2 separate regions of the Hordeum vulgare genome follow, and region 2 is linked to region 1. A link is a contact called in public Hi-C data. All regions are on one chromosome and are shown on one strand. The core of a region is the stretch at or near the end of the contact, and the rest is flanking DNA. Distances in the headings are between cores, read along the strand shown.

Region 1 (7,593 bases), core at 2,894-5,393:
GGGAAAAGCGGGGCAAGGTCGAACCCTAGCCCCCATGAGCCATTTTCCCCCGATCCTGCCTCACTCCCGAGCGGAGCTCGTCTGCGACGGCGACGGCGTGCCGCGCCCACACGGCAGCGCCGGTGGGTATGCGCCCGCACTCCGGCGACGATGAGGACGCCGCACATGACGATGCGGCAGCTGCGCTCGCCGGAGCAGCATGCAGGGGAGTTCGTCCCGCGCGCTCCTCCATCGAGCGTGGCTCCGATGACGCAGTCTGTCGGCCACGACGGCGTGCAAGGCGCAGAGGCCATGCAACGCGCACGTCGGTGAGCGCACCAAGGGTGGCTGCATCCTCCCGCACGTCGTCCCAAGAGACGGCGGCGTTCCGGCCATGGATGCACGCGCGCGGACCTGAGGGCCGACGTCATCTAGGTGAGCCCCAAAACATTTATTCCCTCAAAACTTTTCATACATTTTGTTCTGATTTGGGATTTGCATTTGGAATTTTTTTGGGGGAATAATTTAGGGTTTCTGATCCTGTCAATTTGGGTAATTTCATGATTTGGGATCCCCTCCTTCTATATGCTTTAACATGAACCGAAAACAGGGCCTAATCACTAAAACATAAAGCGGAAACGTGGCATAATCAGACTAACAGAACCTGATTTGATCATACTTATTGGATAAACATCAATCATAACCTTTAATAGTGATGACCTGGACTTAAATAGGCACATTAACATGATCAGACCATCATTAGGGATCTAATCTAGTAGGCACAAAACGACTTAACATATCATTGTTGGACAATAATCCCATAGGATTAATATGATTGGATCTAACACCTAGTAATTAGACCACCTAACAGAACAAGTGAGAGAGAGAGAGGTTGGGTTCTTACCACCAATGAAAGAGGCCATTGGTGGAAGCGATGCAAACTCCAGTGCCTGCTCGATGTAGACGTGATGCAGGTTCGGGGCAGACGGTCGCAACGGGTAGGGTGTCCCTCCAGGCGTCACCGACACTGTCATGAAACAGGGACAGAGTTTGGAGATGGTCTTACCGTCATGCAACGTTTCCCCAAATCGGTTAGAGTTTTTGAGATGTGGGGAGCAGGAGTAAATCTTGCGTGAATTGATCTCTCGTAGGTGCTGGCTGCCCTCCATTCTTTTTATGTGCGCTAGCGATAAGGGACCAAAACCATTTGTTGGTTAGGGTGTCCCTGATCACGACGCTTTTGTTGTGACGAGGGAAACGATCGTTGATCGTAGCCCCTCTCCTTCATGTTACTTCTTATCCTTCTGTTTTTTTTTCTTTCTTTTTTTTCTTTACATCCAGTTGGGCCTGGATCAAATACACCCCTCGAAAGTTGAATCATCGATATGAGGTTTCCTATTCGCATCGTAGATTACGCCTAGAAAGCTGTTCCATCGATATACTCCCCAAAAGCACCGAAAGAAACGTCGGGATCCAAGGCCAAACCCATCGTACCTTTGGGCACCGGAAAAGGCGACGTTGAACCAAGGTCCAAGAATATATGCGGCGGGGGGGTATATGCCGCGCCCAAACGCCGGTATTCATCAATCGGCAGCAAAACGAGCCGGGGACCCAGCAGAAGCTCCCAAACAAGACAGAGGAGGGCAAGGCAACAAGCAGCGAGCGAGCTACGCTCCAACGTCGCACCCATCGCAGAGATTTCGTCTTCACAAATTGCACGACGCCTCCATGCCCCTGTATCCATCGCGTGCAAGGATACAATCTGGGGCGATGCATTCTGAACCACGACTTATTTTGGACCACGTAGGCTGGAGATCGGGGCCAAAAATTCCTGGCAACTTTATTTGGATTGATTCATTCACCTCTCTACATCATCAGCACCATGGTCACGGAACAACAAACGAAGAATTCAGAGATATCCGCGGCTAAACCTAGAAAAAGAAAAGAAAAAAGAAGAACAAGATTCCTAATATATATTACAAGGGGTTTCTTAATTAGATATATATATGCTCAACAACATATAATGTCCGAACGCCGGGCCGACTCTCGTCGGAAGAGACATCGTTTCGATGATTTCCATTACTGCTTTGCCTGCAAACACGAGGTCAACAAAGTTTTAGCGTCAAATTCTGAATTGCTTTGCTTCCTTCTTCCTTACGTACGTGGTGAGGTAAGTGAGACGTGTGGGATGGATCACCTGGGAGTAGATGAAGGTTCCGAGGATGGCGATGGCCGCCCCGAGCGCGTTGACGGGCTGCACCGGCGTGCGGAAGATGATGATGGACGCGACGATGACCGAGATACGCTTCATGGTGTTGCCCACGCTGAATGTCAGCGGCGAGATCTCGTCCAGCGACATGTACGACACCTGGTTGTACAGGTGGTAGAACACGCTCTGCGCCGCCACCCACCTACAAGCAAGAGAGGAATCCATTCATACACATGAACCAACTGAATTATCACAGAGACTATCCAAATCTCGGTCTTGTGTGAATGAACTAGTGTCAGTTCTGAAGTGCGAATGCTGTACTGCTATGCTATAGTTGGTCTCCAAAGTTCATTAACAAAACTGGCATGGTAGTTGTGAACTTATGACAGCGAACTGGCAAGCAGTCACGTGATGGAGCTTACCAGACGAAGTTGGGACCGATCTCGGCGACTGCATTCTGCCAGCCTGCAGCCCACACCTTGGGGCCCTCCATGGCGAAGGCGAAAGGGAGGAGGATCACCAGGGACAGCATGGAGAGGCAGGCATAGTAGTTCATCCCGCTCACCGACTTGCCCTTCATCCCCTTCTTGGAGAATATGTTACGGAACACGAAAGCCAGGTTGGAGATCATCGCCCCCATGAATCCTATAGTGAATTCAACACACGTGCTATCAAAATTAACAATGTCAAACAAAATCTATATATCCTTCAATTAATCCACCTACAACGTTGTCCAATTTTGATATCAAAGGTAAAAGGTTTTGGTATATAATACGTGCTAAATTATAGACCTCAGGATTTGTGGACAGTTCAGGTTCTTCGGAAATCGGAAGTGGAGTACTACTGAAAAATATCTCTTGTGTACTAGCAAAAGTGACGATATTTCTTATGTAGTGATGAGTATCTGCTGGAGGTAATTTCAAGATTCAACAAAATGGGAGTCTGCAGATTGCTCACCAATCATGTTGAAATTGAGCTCGGTGACGGCGGCGAGAGCGCATCCACCTATGATCGGGAGGAGGGAGAAGTAAACCGGCAACGGGAAGTGCTCGCCGAGGAAGAACCTCGAGACGAGCACGCTGAAGGCCGGCTCCGCGCTCTTGATGATGTGCGTGAACGACACGGCCACCTTCGCCATGCTCACCGTCGCCGCCACGTGCCCGATCGTGTGCGCAATCGCCACCTGCACGGACACAAAAAATAAAGAAATCCCGATACACGGGCATCAGCACATCTAGAACACGTACAGGCCGGTGAGATTGGCAAGAAGAGGGCGCGCCGAGAAACCATGCGCATGCGCACGCTCACCGGAGAGAGAGCCTTCCAGAAATCGAGGTCCGTCTGGGGCGCCTCGGCGATCCTGGTGGCCCAGGACACGAGCATGATGGCGGAGCCGGCGGCCAGGGACAAGGTCGACGTGAGCCACGGGTACGGGAACGCATTCAGCACCTTCTTGTTGTATATGTTGAAGATCACGTTCAGCGCCCACCACGTGGCGAAGTAGACCCCGATCTTGGCGCTCTTCGCGGCCTCCGGCGCGGCCGCCGTCTCCACCGGCCGCGCGCCATCCGCGGTGGCTGCAGGGGGCGCCATTGACGCGGCACGGTCGTTGCGGGTCGCCGCCAGGAACGGCTCCTGGCGGTACAGAGGCCGCGCCGAGAGGGAGAGGGGACGACGGACGGCGTTGGGGAGGGGAGGGAGGTGGACAGGCTTGAAGGCCAACTTGGTTGTGGTACCGGTACCGGCGGACGCCGGGGAGAACTTCACGGAGGCGGCGGCGGCGGCGGCCAGCATTTTGGCGGAGGGAGGCGCGGCTAGTGATTTCTTGGGGTTTGTCTGGGTGTTGCGGTGGTATGCGCCTGCTGCGGTTTTGTGCCTCTGGTTTGTGACGGTGGAGGGGGAGATGGGGATGAAGAAGGTATTTATGGTGAATGCGCGAAGGAGAAGGGAGGCGGTTTGGCCAGTTCATGATCTTTTCACCACTGGTTTTAGTACCTTTTTTAGATGCATTTTTTTTGTTTATTCGTTAATTCGTTTCCTATTTTCCTGCAATATGATACTAGAATATCTTGTGAATATTCTTATTTTTTATCCTCTTCTATTTATTTATTTTTTAGCAAGAAGGCTTAAAGGTACGTCCCTACGAGGAGTTTCTTACAAGAACATAAAATTATAGACAAGTCATTGAAGAAATTGGTTTCGTCTTCCTTCTCTATCTATCGGTGACGCACCGTGAGCAAAGCTTGTTCTTGAGCATCCATCTTACTATAGCAACTTTGTTGACACCTATGAGCTCATAGTAGTAGCGGGGAGTGAAAACGGTTGCTCTTCCTTCTCCCCCTTCCCTCCCCACCCGTATCACTCCCATGAGTATCCTGAAGGGGAAACCCTAGCTGCCAGCACATCTCTCCCCTTTCCCTCTCTCCCTTCCATCGCCGTCATCGGCTCGCGCTGACGGGCGAACCCCTGTCGACGTCGGCAGCAGTCGGGCCGCTCTTTCCCTGCTCGATGGCGGCATACATGGGCTGGTGAGGTATGAGAGTGGTGCTGGACTGGTTGAGGGTGCAGCGGCGTTGCGACAGACAACAACTACGGTGTGAAGGGCTCCGTGGTGGTGGGTTGGTGCGTGCGGTACGCCCAGAGGCATGGTAGTGGATTGTGGGCGCGATGCGGAGGTGCACCACCCTTGGCCGCGCGGGTAGCAGGTCGGTAACAAACATGGAGCATGCTCTCGGGGCCTCCTCGTCGGTCCTTGGAGCGGATATGAGATGGTGGTCTCCTTCCTCGATCCCCTTCCTGCCTCGACTACCCATTACTACTCCCTTGCTTGTTTGGCTTGACCGAGTGGCTAGATGGGGATGGGAGGTACGGTGTTGTGGATTGGGAGAATCCCTTAGCTGGCTACAACCACCACGATGACGGTGGTGCCATGGGCATCATTCCCCTTACTGTATGTGGCATTGAGATCCTACCTTGCCCTCCACCTCAGAGTCCCGGGTGAAAACCCGAAAATCTCCGGACTAGGTGGCGACGACGCTCCAACGCCGTTAAACTTCTTGAAGACGCCACCTTGGGACTCTAGAGTGTCGGTCGGGACTACGGTGTTGGTGGGACACTACCGGATTCTAGAGAGAAGGTCCCGCTCGGCTGCTTGCGGTTGACGTTGGTCCTTGTGAGAGGCATGGTGATGCACAGGGTGCTGCATTGCAAGGTGAGGTTGTTGTGCTGGTCATCCTCTCCCTCACAACCCGTTGGTCCAGGTCATATGAGCTCGAGGGTGAGTGGCTTTACCTGCCGACAGGTGCGTCTTCCTTCGATCCAAGACAAGGCGGCATGGGGCCTTCTTTGCCAAAACATCTATGATGGCCTCATGTGAGTTGATGGAGTGTGGTTTTCCTCTAGTGACGGGGTGCTACCTTATTTTGGTCATATCGATTGCATGATCTTAGTTCACGAAGGGCCTTGATCTACAAGCTTGTCCTTGGTCCATTCAGACCTTGTTAGTGGCTCCTTCGATATCATGTATCTTCGTTGTATTCTTTTTTTCCTTGTTGTAATGATCGATGTAAGTTGGGTTGTGGCTTTACTTATAAAGTGAGGTGAATGCCTTTCTCATTGTAGAAGTAGCGAGAGGAAATCCATTGATGTAAATCAGAGCATACTTTTGTAGTTTTGTTCGTTTCCATACCTTCTAGCTATATAATTTATATATCACTTGAAAATGAATAGGATTATTTATATATGAAATAAAAATAGAGATGATTTTTTAAATACATTGAATGGCTTTTAATATCTAATAGTGATCATCAAGGGAAATAATATACAGTACAACGAAAAGACAAGGCACAAACGAACAATAGAAAAATAAAATCACATAAAAAACATACTAGCTGCTTTTTTTTTTATCATAAGCCTTTTGTTGGAGCATTAAAAAAAAACTTTACGCGCAAAAAAACAAGAACACTAAACCGACAAAAGACACCTGCAAATGTCCTTTGTTATATACCAAGCTTTAGAAATCGAAAGAGCCACTCCTTGGTAGAAAATGAGATGTAATAGCCGCCGAGCTTAGGCCCTGTTTGGAACCACCCAGATTATATAATCTGGTTTTTATAATCTATTGTATTTCCAAACAGGACAATTTATATTGTAGATTTTATAAACTAGATGATCAGATTATTATAATCTCATAATCTCCTCTACCCCAGCTAAAATGAGATTATGGATTACAAATGACGTGTTATCCTTGTAAACTTTAAGAGAATTACGCAGTGCCACCGCCACTTTTTTATTTTTCCTTGTAAACTAAGGGCAAACATGTCATTGTACAATTTAAAAGCTGGTTTACAGTTTATATAATCTGTCCTCCAAACATGCCCACCTAGATTATTTATATAAACCATATTATATAATCTATGTTCATAATCTAGATTATTATAATCTATTATGGTTTCAAACAGAGCCTCAGTCCCATGGTTGGTCATCCTCTCATATGACCTACTAATCATCGCCTTATAAACTATTGTTTCACGGACTAGATAACCCTAAACCGCCGTGCAAGTGGCCTCTTTGGGTGGATTTCTTTTGCTGCTTCGTAGACAGGGAGGTATTAGCATCGGTTGTTGTCCCCACTCCAAAGGTCAAGAACAGAATTAGCCCGTCTTATTATGAATCGAAAGGACATTATTTTTTCAGGAAATCTCTAGCCAAACCTCTTTACCTGCTTCGCGTGCTTCTAGTCAGAATGGTGCGTTTGACTTTACAACAAAGCGTGAGCCTGCAACACTCATGCATGCCTTGTACTCCTAATACTATTATTCTGCACGTTTAAAAAATTGACAAAAGAAATGGCCTAGCAACGTCAATATAGTTGTTCTATTCGGAACGAGTGGAGTTTCCATCCGTTGATCTATGAAGACCGGGGGTCACCCTCAGTGTAGCAGCCTGTTCCTCAGTTGTATTCCTTCCGTTCCTAAATACAAAACTTTTAGATATTGCACTATGAACTACATACATATGTATATAGACATATTTTAGAACGTAGATTCACTCATTTTGCTTCGTATGTAGTTTTCTAGTGTAATCTTTAAAATGTATTATATTTTAAAATGGAGGAAGTACTGTAATAAGCCGCATGTGTCTGACTTTTCCTTGGTACCAGTGTTTTGCACCGTCGATTTCGAAAGTTGCTGGATTTTTCAGAAGGAAATTGCCTCACCGGACCAGCAAAGGCAGCAAGGGTACAAAACCCTCTCAACCACCGCATGCGCATGGACATGGTTGTCAAATCCATGCATGCCGCCGGCAATGACGGCATGAATCTGACCACGGTTTTGAGCCGTCGGCTGGGGGAGACGAAGGATCTCACAACGCAACGCCACCTACCCAGCTCGCGAACTGGCCGG
Region 2 (7,593 bases), core at 3,623-6,122, 190 kb after region 1:
CCTATAAAATCCCAAATATTCCAGTAACGCCAAAAGGAGCCACGAGAATACTTTTACTCTGTCGGGAGCCACTGTTCCCGAGAGACCCAACCTGGGAGCCTTTTCCGGTAATCCACCGGAGAGGGAATTGATCACGGAGGGCATCTATATAAACTCCATAGCCCCTACGATGATGTGTGAGTAGTTCACCACAGACCTACGAGTCCATAGCTAGTAGCTAGATGGCTTCTCCTGTCTCTTTGATCTTCAATACCATGTTCTTCATGATCTTCATGAAGATCTATCCGATGTAATACTCTTTTGCGGTGTGTTTGTCGAGATCCGATGAATTGTGAGTTTATGTTTAAATTATCCATGCATATTATTTGAGTCTGTTCTAAATTCTTATATGCATGATTTCTTATCTTTGCAAGTCTCTTCGAAATATTTGTTTGGCTTGGCCAACTAGATTGGTAATTCTTGCAATGGGGGAAGTGCTTAGTTTTGGGTTCCATCTTGCGATGTCCTCCCGGTGACAGTAGGGGTAGCGATACACGTATTGTATTGTTGCCAACAAGGGTAAAAAGATGGGGTTTTCACCATATTGCTTGAGTTTATCCCTCTACATCATGTCATCTTAATTAATGCGTTACTCTGTTCTTCATGAACTTAATACTTTAGATGCAGGAAGGAGTCGGTCGATGTGTGGAGTAATAGTAGTAGATAAAGAATCGTTTTGGTCTACTTGACACAGACGTGATGCCTATATGAATAATCATTGCCTTGGATATCTTCATAATTATTTTCTTTTCTATCAATTGCTCGATAGTAATCTGTTCACCCATCATATTATTTTCCTTTATGAGAGAACCCTCTAGTGAAGCATATGGCCCCCGGGTCTATTTTCCATATCATATTTTCAGATCTATAAACCAAAAATACCAAAAATACTTTGCTGCAATTTATTTACTTTAGTTTTACTTTCAGATCTATCAATATTTTATATCTATCTCTATCAGATCTCATCCTTGCAAATAACTTTGAGGGGATTGACAACCCCTGTATAGCATTGGGTGCAAGTGTTTGATTATTTGTGGAGGTACTACTATTGGAGTCTCACTTGTTCCTCATACTGGATTGATACCTTGGTTCTAAAAAAACTAAGGGAAATACTTATCTACTTCGCTGCATCACCCTTTCCTCTTCAAGGGAAAACCAACCCAAGCTCAAGAGGTAGCATGGTGGTCGGTTGGGATTAGCTCCTGGTGGTTATGCTCAAATTTTACAATATGGCCAAATGGCATACACATGGCCACGAGTGTTACTATTAAAATAATGGCACACAAACAGTGTGCCCATTTATTCATGACAATACCAACTCATAATATTACATGGCATAGGAATTCTAAGGTTGTGTTATGGCTTAGTCTACTTCGTTGACGTCCAGGTGAGCGGGTCTTGCAGAGTCTAGGCTCCTAGTATTGCATCGTCGGGGTTGCTTGGGGAAGGAGACGGGGATACAAGGCTGAGGTAGCGGTGATGTCCATTGCGGGGTGCTATGGTTACCATCCCATTGGAGAAAATACCCAAGATGCGGGAAAGCTCCTCAGGGGACACAAGTGCATGATTTGGATCAGCAGGAGGGGTAGACCTCAAGGGCTCAATTGGTCTTCCAAACATCACTACTGGGTTTGTGGAATTGGGCTCCGCTTCTCTCCTCCTTGGGGTCGGACGAGCCAGCTCTCCGTGAGGTGTAATCAGGTCGAGGGTGACCTGCTCCTACAGTGCCTATTGCGCTCTTATGTAGCGCACAAGATGCAACAGGCCGAGGTCCATCTCATGGTCTCCGTTCTCGACTTGGGGTGGCCTACCATAACCATCACGGCTAGGGTAGTAGTAGAACGAGCGACAGTTAACCCTCGGCGAATTGTTCTTAAGTTAAACTATAGCGAGCTGCTAGCTGGATGGCTTGTGGCTCGTAGGAAGTTGACCTTCTGCTAAACCGTTAGGGGCGCTCTGTGGAGATACCCTTGCCATGGATGTGCATTGTGGCCCAGAAGTGACAGATGGCATCACTCGTGTGATGTTGGTACACAACATACTCTGGGGCTCTTTCTTTGCAAAGGCGTGACGGGTGAGGTTGGCAAGGATGGTTACAAAACCTCCTTGCTCAACTATAGTGGTCTCGTTGTGAGCAACGGGGCCTAGCATCTTGGGAGGTGATTGTGGTTGTGGTGTGCTAGGCTAGGGCAATCATTCCCTTTGTAGAAAAGGAAACAGAGTCTTCCCTCGCACGCTTGAGAATAGGAGAACTCGGGGTGTCGGTCACGGGCGTGTGACCACAGGGCTGGTCTAATAGGTTGGGCACCGACTAGTGTAAGGTGTCGGTTGACAATATTCATGCTATTGGTTAGGACAGGCTTGTGTGTGGGTTGGACAATGGGTTTTGGGTGGTTACCTAGTGTTTTATTGACCTGGATAAGATAGGATTAGCCAATGGCCATCATGGATCTGATACCAACGTTGTAAGGGGGTAATTTTCCAGGATATTAAATTACCATCAAATGACCCTTGTCCATACCAACCCTAGGAATGTTGTTAGATGGTACACATTTCCTTGATACAATTATCCAAGCAAATACATATTTTTGGAGTACAAGACCATGATGGTCTATGGAGTACAACAAAGGTCTCTAGTGGTTGATGGCGGATGCGGTTTGCGGATCACCAACGTCTATGGGACTCCATTTCCCATAGGGACAACTGACCTGGTTAATTCCTATCTCGCACAACTTCTATCCTTGGTGTCTAGGTTTCAGGTCTGTCGTCAGGATGCTCCTCTCCAAATATGCAATATGGCCAAGACAATATCCAGGGACAAGCTAGTGAGTACTTTGAATGTACTCGCAAATATCACGAAAACAGTCATAAAATAACAATTGATTATTATTCACTGAAAGATTATTGAACGGTATTCAGTCAGTCATGAGGTAAACTCATAAATGCAAGCAATAAGGTAATTTATCTATACTGAGAATTAAATAAGCAATCAATGAATAAAAATAAAAATGGAACATCGGGCGGTAATCCTCCCAAAATTTCCAAGAACATAAAATATTCCGACCAGGTGTCTGAAGCGACGCCTCGAAAGGATAAAGATATAAAGCATGCCTTAGTTGGGCTTCTCAGCGACACCGCATAAATGGCTAATATGAATAATAAAATGCGTGCCATAGTCGGGCGTCTGAGCTACGCCGCATACACGGCTTATATGAAATAATAAAGTGCATGTCACAGTCGGGCGTCTGAGCGACACCACATATAGGGCTTATATGAAATAATAAAATGAGTGCCGCAGTTCAGCATCGGAGCGACACCGCATATAGGGATTGTATGAAATAATAACGGCTTGCACAGTCGGGCGTTTGAGCGACACCGCATATAGGGATTGTAACATAGTCACAACTCTGAATATCCAGGAGGTAGAACCATCCCTGGGATATTCCAGATTCATATACAAAAAGAGATCAGTGCACAATAATAGAGATATGGTCATCCACCATGAGTAATAGCTAACCTCATAGTTAAATTAATTTCCTCCGAAGACCGACTCTCAGACCGACACTTGACCTATCCCACACTATAGTCCTTAACCGCGGACACGGCTATCCTAATAATTACAAAACTCTGCAGAGGTTATACCCTTTACCCATGTGTAACGGATTTCTTTAGTCAAACAGAAATGTCAAATAATTCCGATTACGGTCTTTGAGTTGAAAACACACCTGATCCACACATAACAGTATAACTTCCCGATGCCTAGGATCACCCACAACACTTGTTAAGTAAAACTCTAAGGGGTAGATTACAATATCCACTAGCATGGGATCAAATTTATTCACCGCGCTACTAAGGGGTTCCCCCCTCTCGGACCTAGGCCGGAAACACCGATGCCCCCAAACCAAGGGGCTTGCCTACGAGATGCATCACTAGTATATTCCACTGTGTCCTCTGTGTATGGTGTGTGTCAAGAAAGCGGTTGAAGATTTACTGAACCGTACCCTACCAATGGTAGGGACAAGTGGTAGTAAATCCATGGTAGAAAATCTGATGAAACAAGTATGGGAGGTTACTAGAACAAGACTCAATCCATGGTCGGCTCAGGAGGCTTATGTATTCCCTCCAAGGTTAGCACACCAGGATTTTCTTAACAGTTTATCTAATAGAGTCGCTCCTATCATGCCCCACCACGCCTCTGTGGATCATCCCCATCACAATGGGATACCCGTCCCACGGTCGTGTCTACCCGAGATGTGACCTTCCTCCAAATTTCATCCAGTTAGCATCGGCATGTGTGGCATGAAGAAGTGACTACTGTCACATGCACACCATGTTGAACAGAAATGGGGTTTTCATCACAAACAAAATACATCAAATATCACCTTGTAAATATTCTCACTTCATCACCACAACCGTGAATTCAAGCACCACCAAAATTTACCGATCAACCAAATCATATTGGTGTTCAAGATGCTTGCCTTGAGTATTAATAAGGTAGGGGCTGACTCCAAAACTTTTGAACGTTTAATCTTCCCTCCATTTCCTATTTTGAAAATATTGAGTTCAGCACACCATTCCAAAACAGTACCAAAAAGTTATTTTGAATTTTTTCAAATAAATTCTAAAATAAACTAGAGGAAATTTGAAGCAGCCGGGAAAAGAGTCAACTCATTTGGAGCTTTGGTTAAAAAGATAGGGCTGATCAAAGTTGGGGTCAAAGATTGGTTTTTAAATAAATTACATAAAAGAAAATAGTTCGGTAGACCTTACGTATTCTCTTGATGAAAGCATATTACGCAGGAATACGTTTCCACTTAAACACCTCAGGAGGGCAGGTGTCACTGATGGTCGGACCCTCGGGCTCACTGGTCAGGTTTGACCAGTTAGACACCTCCTCTCTCCCACGGCCGAACTACAACGGAGCTTCGGCATTCCTCACCGGTGAACGAGGGTGTCTCCTTGGTCTCTGGGCATGGGACGGGGTACACGCGTTACGACGATCCTGTGGCGGTATGCCACGCGTGTTGAAGTGGTCGAAGCTTCTAACGATGAGCTCCACAGCGGACACCGACGTCGGCCAAAATGGCACCATCGCTAGTGACTTCCCTCTGGAGGATTGGGATGCGGGGAGGGATCTAGGTGGCTCTGGTGGTTCCTAGCTCCGACAGCTCAAGGAGTGGTTGGGTGGTTGTGGCGAATTTAGCCGAGGGGCTGTGGCGGCAGTTCTCACAGAGGTGGGGAAGAAAGGGGCTCTGGGCCTCTGGCTAAATCGAGTCTCACTAGTTGCCTCAAAGGAATGGAGGAAGGGTGCTTGCCTCAAGGGAATGAGGGGGACGTTGGTTCTGAGGTCTCCCATGGATTAGATCATCGACACAGCCGTTCTGTTGCTAGGGATGACATGGCGATGCTCGTGATCGATGCAGAAGCTCGTGGACGAAGGGATCACTGCTCTAGGGGGCGAGGTGGCGGGCTGCGGGAGCTGGGACGACTCTGCTACGACAGGGGTGGACACTGCTAGCGGCTAGCTGCCAAGGGCGGCTACATCAGTGGCTCTGGCACGTGGGGTGGGGGGTGGGGGGAGGGGGTAGCAATGCTAGCAGGGGAAAGGCTGCATAGCTAGTCACCACGGAAAGTCATGGGCGCAGGGGTAGGTGGGAACGACGTCTCGGTTTCAAACGCATGCAATAGGCGCGCTCTGGATGCGCCTGGGGCACGCACGCCAGGTGGTGGACACAGTGCGAGAGCATGCTACACGACTTAGCTGGGGCTCGAAATTAACAAGACAACTTGGGTGGTTGGGAGAGGTCTAGTGGACATGCTGGTTTGGCCCTGCAAGCAACTTCACAGAACAAAGCAATCATCATGCCAATTCTTTCCATGCACACCATGTGCTTGACAAAATGCTATGGCCATATAAGGGTTTTGCTGGTGGCCAAAATCTATAGATTGGGGTCTCTTTAGGTGCGGGTGTGATGGTCAAGAGTTTGGAAAAAACATAAACTTGTTAGTACAAATTTTCGAGAAAAACTTATTTGGACAGAAACTATAGGGCATTAATGCATGTGCTACAAATATTCCAATGGGTCTAAACTCTTGGACTTAAGGGTTTGATAGGTTCTACTTCAAGCAGTAAAAATCCCATGGGCTTTCTGGCAAAATAAAATAGGGTTGTAGTTCAAAGTGCTAAACTGGGCTAGAATAGAAATGAGGATGGTGTGCTTAAAATTTTCAAAAGACCAAGATGGATTTTTGTATAAAAGTGATCCCTATGCATCACAGGACATCTCCAAATTTTTACAGAATTTTTAAAAGAATATTTAAAAGACTTGTAGTGCAATAGAGGTCCTTAAATAATAAAACATGCATTTAAAGGAATTAAGTGAGGCAAGTTTAATTATGAAAATATTTCTCACTCAAATATTAAAAGTGAAAAGGAAGATCTTAAGTCAAACATTCAAGTCCAACCATATTTTTCAAAAAAATTATTAGAGGGGGAAAGATTTTAAGATGAAGGGAAAATATTGGTTCTCAAACCAAGAGAAGATCCAAAAAGTAAATATTAATATTGCTGAAAAAAATAATTTTATTAATAAAATCATGGTAAATTTTTTGTGGTGTTACAACACTCGAAGACCAAGCACATCTAGATTAGTCAACATTTTCTTCGTGATTATGTACTCAAGGGCAAAATGTTCCTCGACCACGTGAAGACTTAAGGACAACTAGCAGATATCTTCACAAAGCCCTTGGGTGAAAAGAGATTTTGCAAGTTGTGGTGTGAGCTAAATATCTTAGAATCTTCGAATGTTCTATGAAAGGACAAACATCCTAACACTTATGAAAAATTGACGACTTAGATGTGCAACACACGAAGTAACTTTTTTTCAATCAATGAATAATCACACGCTAAGTGTGAAGAAATTAATGAAGAATTTGATTCTGAGGACCCTACGACAATTGTACGCGGTGTGTGAAATCATCATTGTTATACGGTGGGTTATACCACCAACCCAAGTTAAAATTCTTCAAAGTTGAGACTTTTGCAAGTTATTCAAATCTTCAAATTCTTGAAAATTTTCAAATTCCTCAAGTTTCCAAATTCCTCAAAAGTTCGAATTCTTCACACTTTTTAAAATGTATTCTTCATTGACTATATACACATATACTTATATTTGAGCTTTCCAAGTCCTCAACAACATTCACTTATTTCTAAGTCCTCAAGTTAGTTTTTCTTCTAAGTGAATGTGATCGGACCCGTTCCCCCTCTATGCTAAGCGCAACCCAGTCTGTTCTCAAATTCTTCGCATGCTTTCTATTTCAGACCCGTTCAAAGTCTTCATCGAGTCCTTGTGAGCTGAAGAATTTGTGAACAAAATCTTCAAAAGTCTTATCAAAATTTTCGGCCGTTGCCGTTGAAACTGCTCCCACTACCCACGTCTGGATAACCATGATCTCCCACTAACTCCACCTCTTAATACATGGGTGACATGTGTCGAGCGGGGAGGAAGAGTCAGGGGCAGTTGGGACCAAAATCTTCGGACCAGACCAATTTTC

The links. Hi-C and Micro-C count contacts between places; a contact is called where the count stands out from the background.
Region 2: a Hi-C map of seedling shows a contact between it and region 1, with 2.4 times the contacts expected there. The contact joins the enhancer-like site here to the promoter of LOC123426144 in region 1. A contact is called at or near these places in 1 of 6 Hi-C or Micro-C datasets (seedling) and 1 of 1 datasets of contacts at active chromatin or transcription factors (embryo).

Annotation. Positions count from the first base shown.
Region 1 is chr2H:207,517,281-207,524,873 of MorexV3_pseudomolecules_assembly, forward strand. It overlaps LOC123426144 (glucose-6-phosphate/phosphate translocator 2, chloroplastic-like), which reads right to left and starts at 4,144. Exons shown (of 5, transcript XM_045109918.1): 1 at 3,497-4,144; 2 at 3,146-3,371; 3 at 2,611-2,833; 4 at 2,177-2,390; 5 at 1,795-2,070. The coding sequence starts at 4,144. The coding sequence ends at 2,059.
Region 2 is chr2H:207,710,974-207,718,566 of MorexV3_pseudomolecules_assembly, forward strand. No RefSeq gene overlaps it. Among protein-coding and RNA genes, the nearest start is that of LOC123426144, 190 kb to the left of the region's middle. Within about 2 kb of position 4,873, at least 1 of the 3 cell types and tissues checked has open chromatin away from gene starts, as enhancers often do. A contact at or near this core is called in seedling, where this site is marked.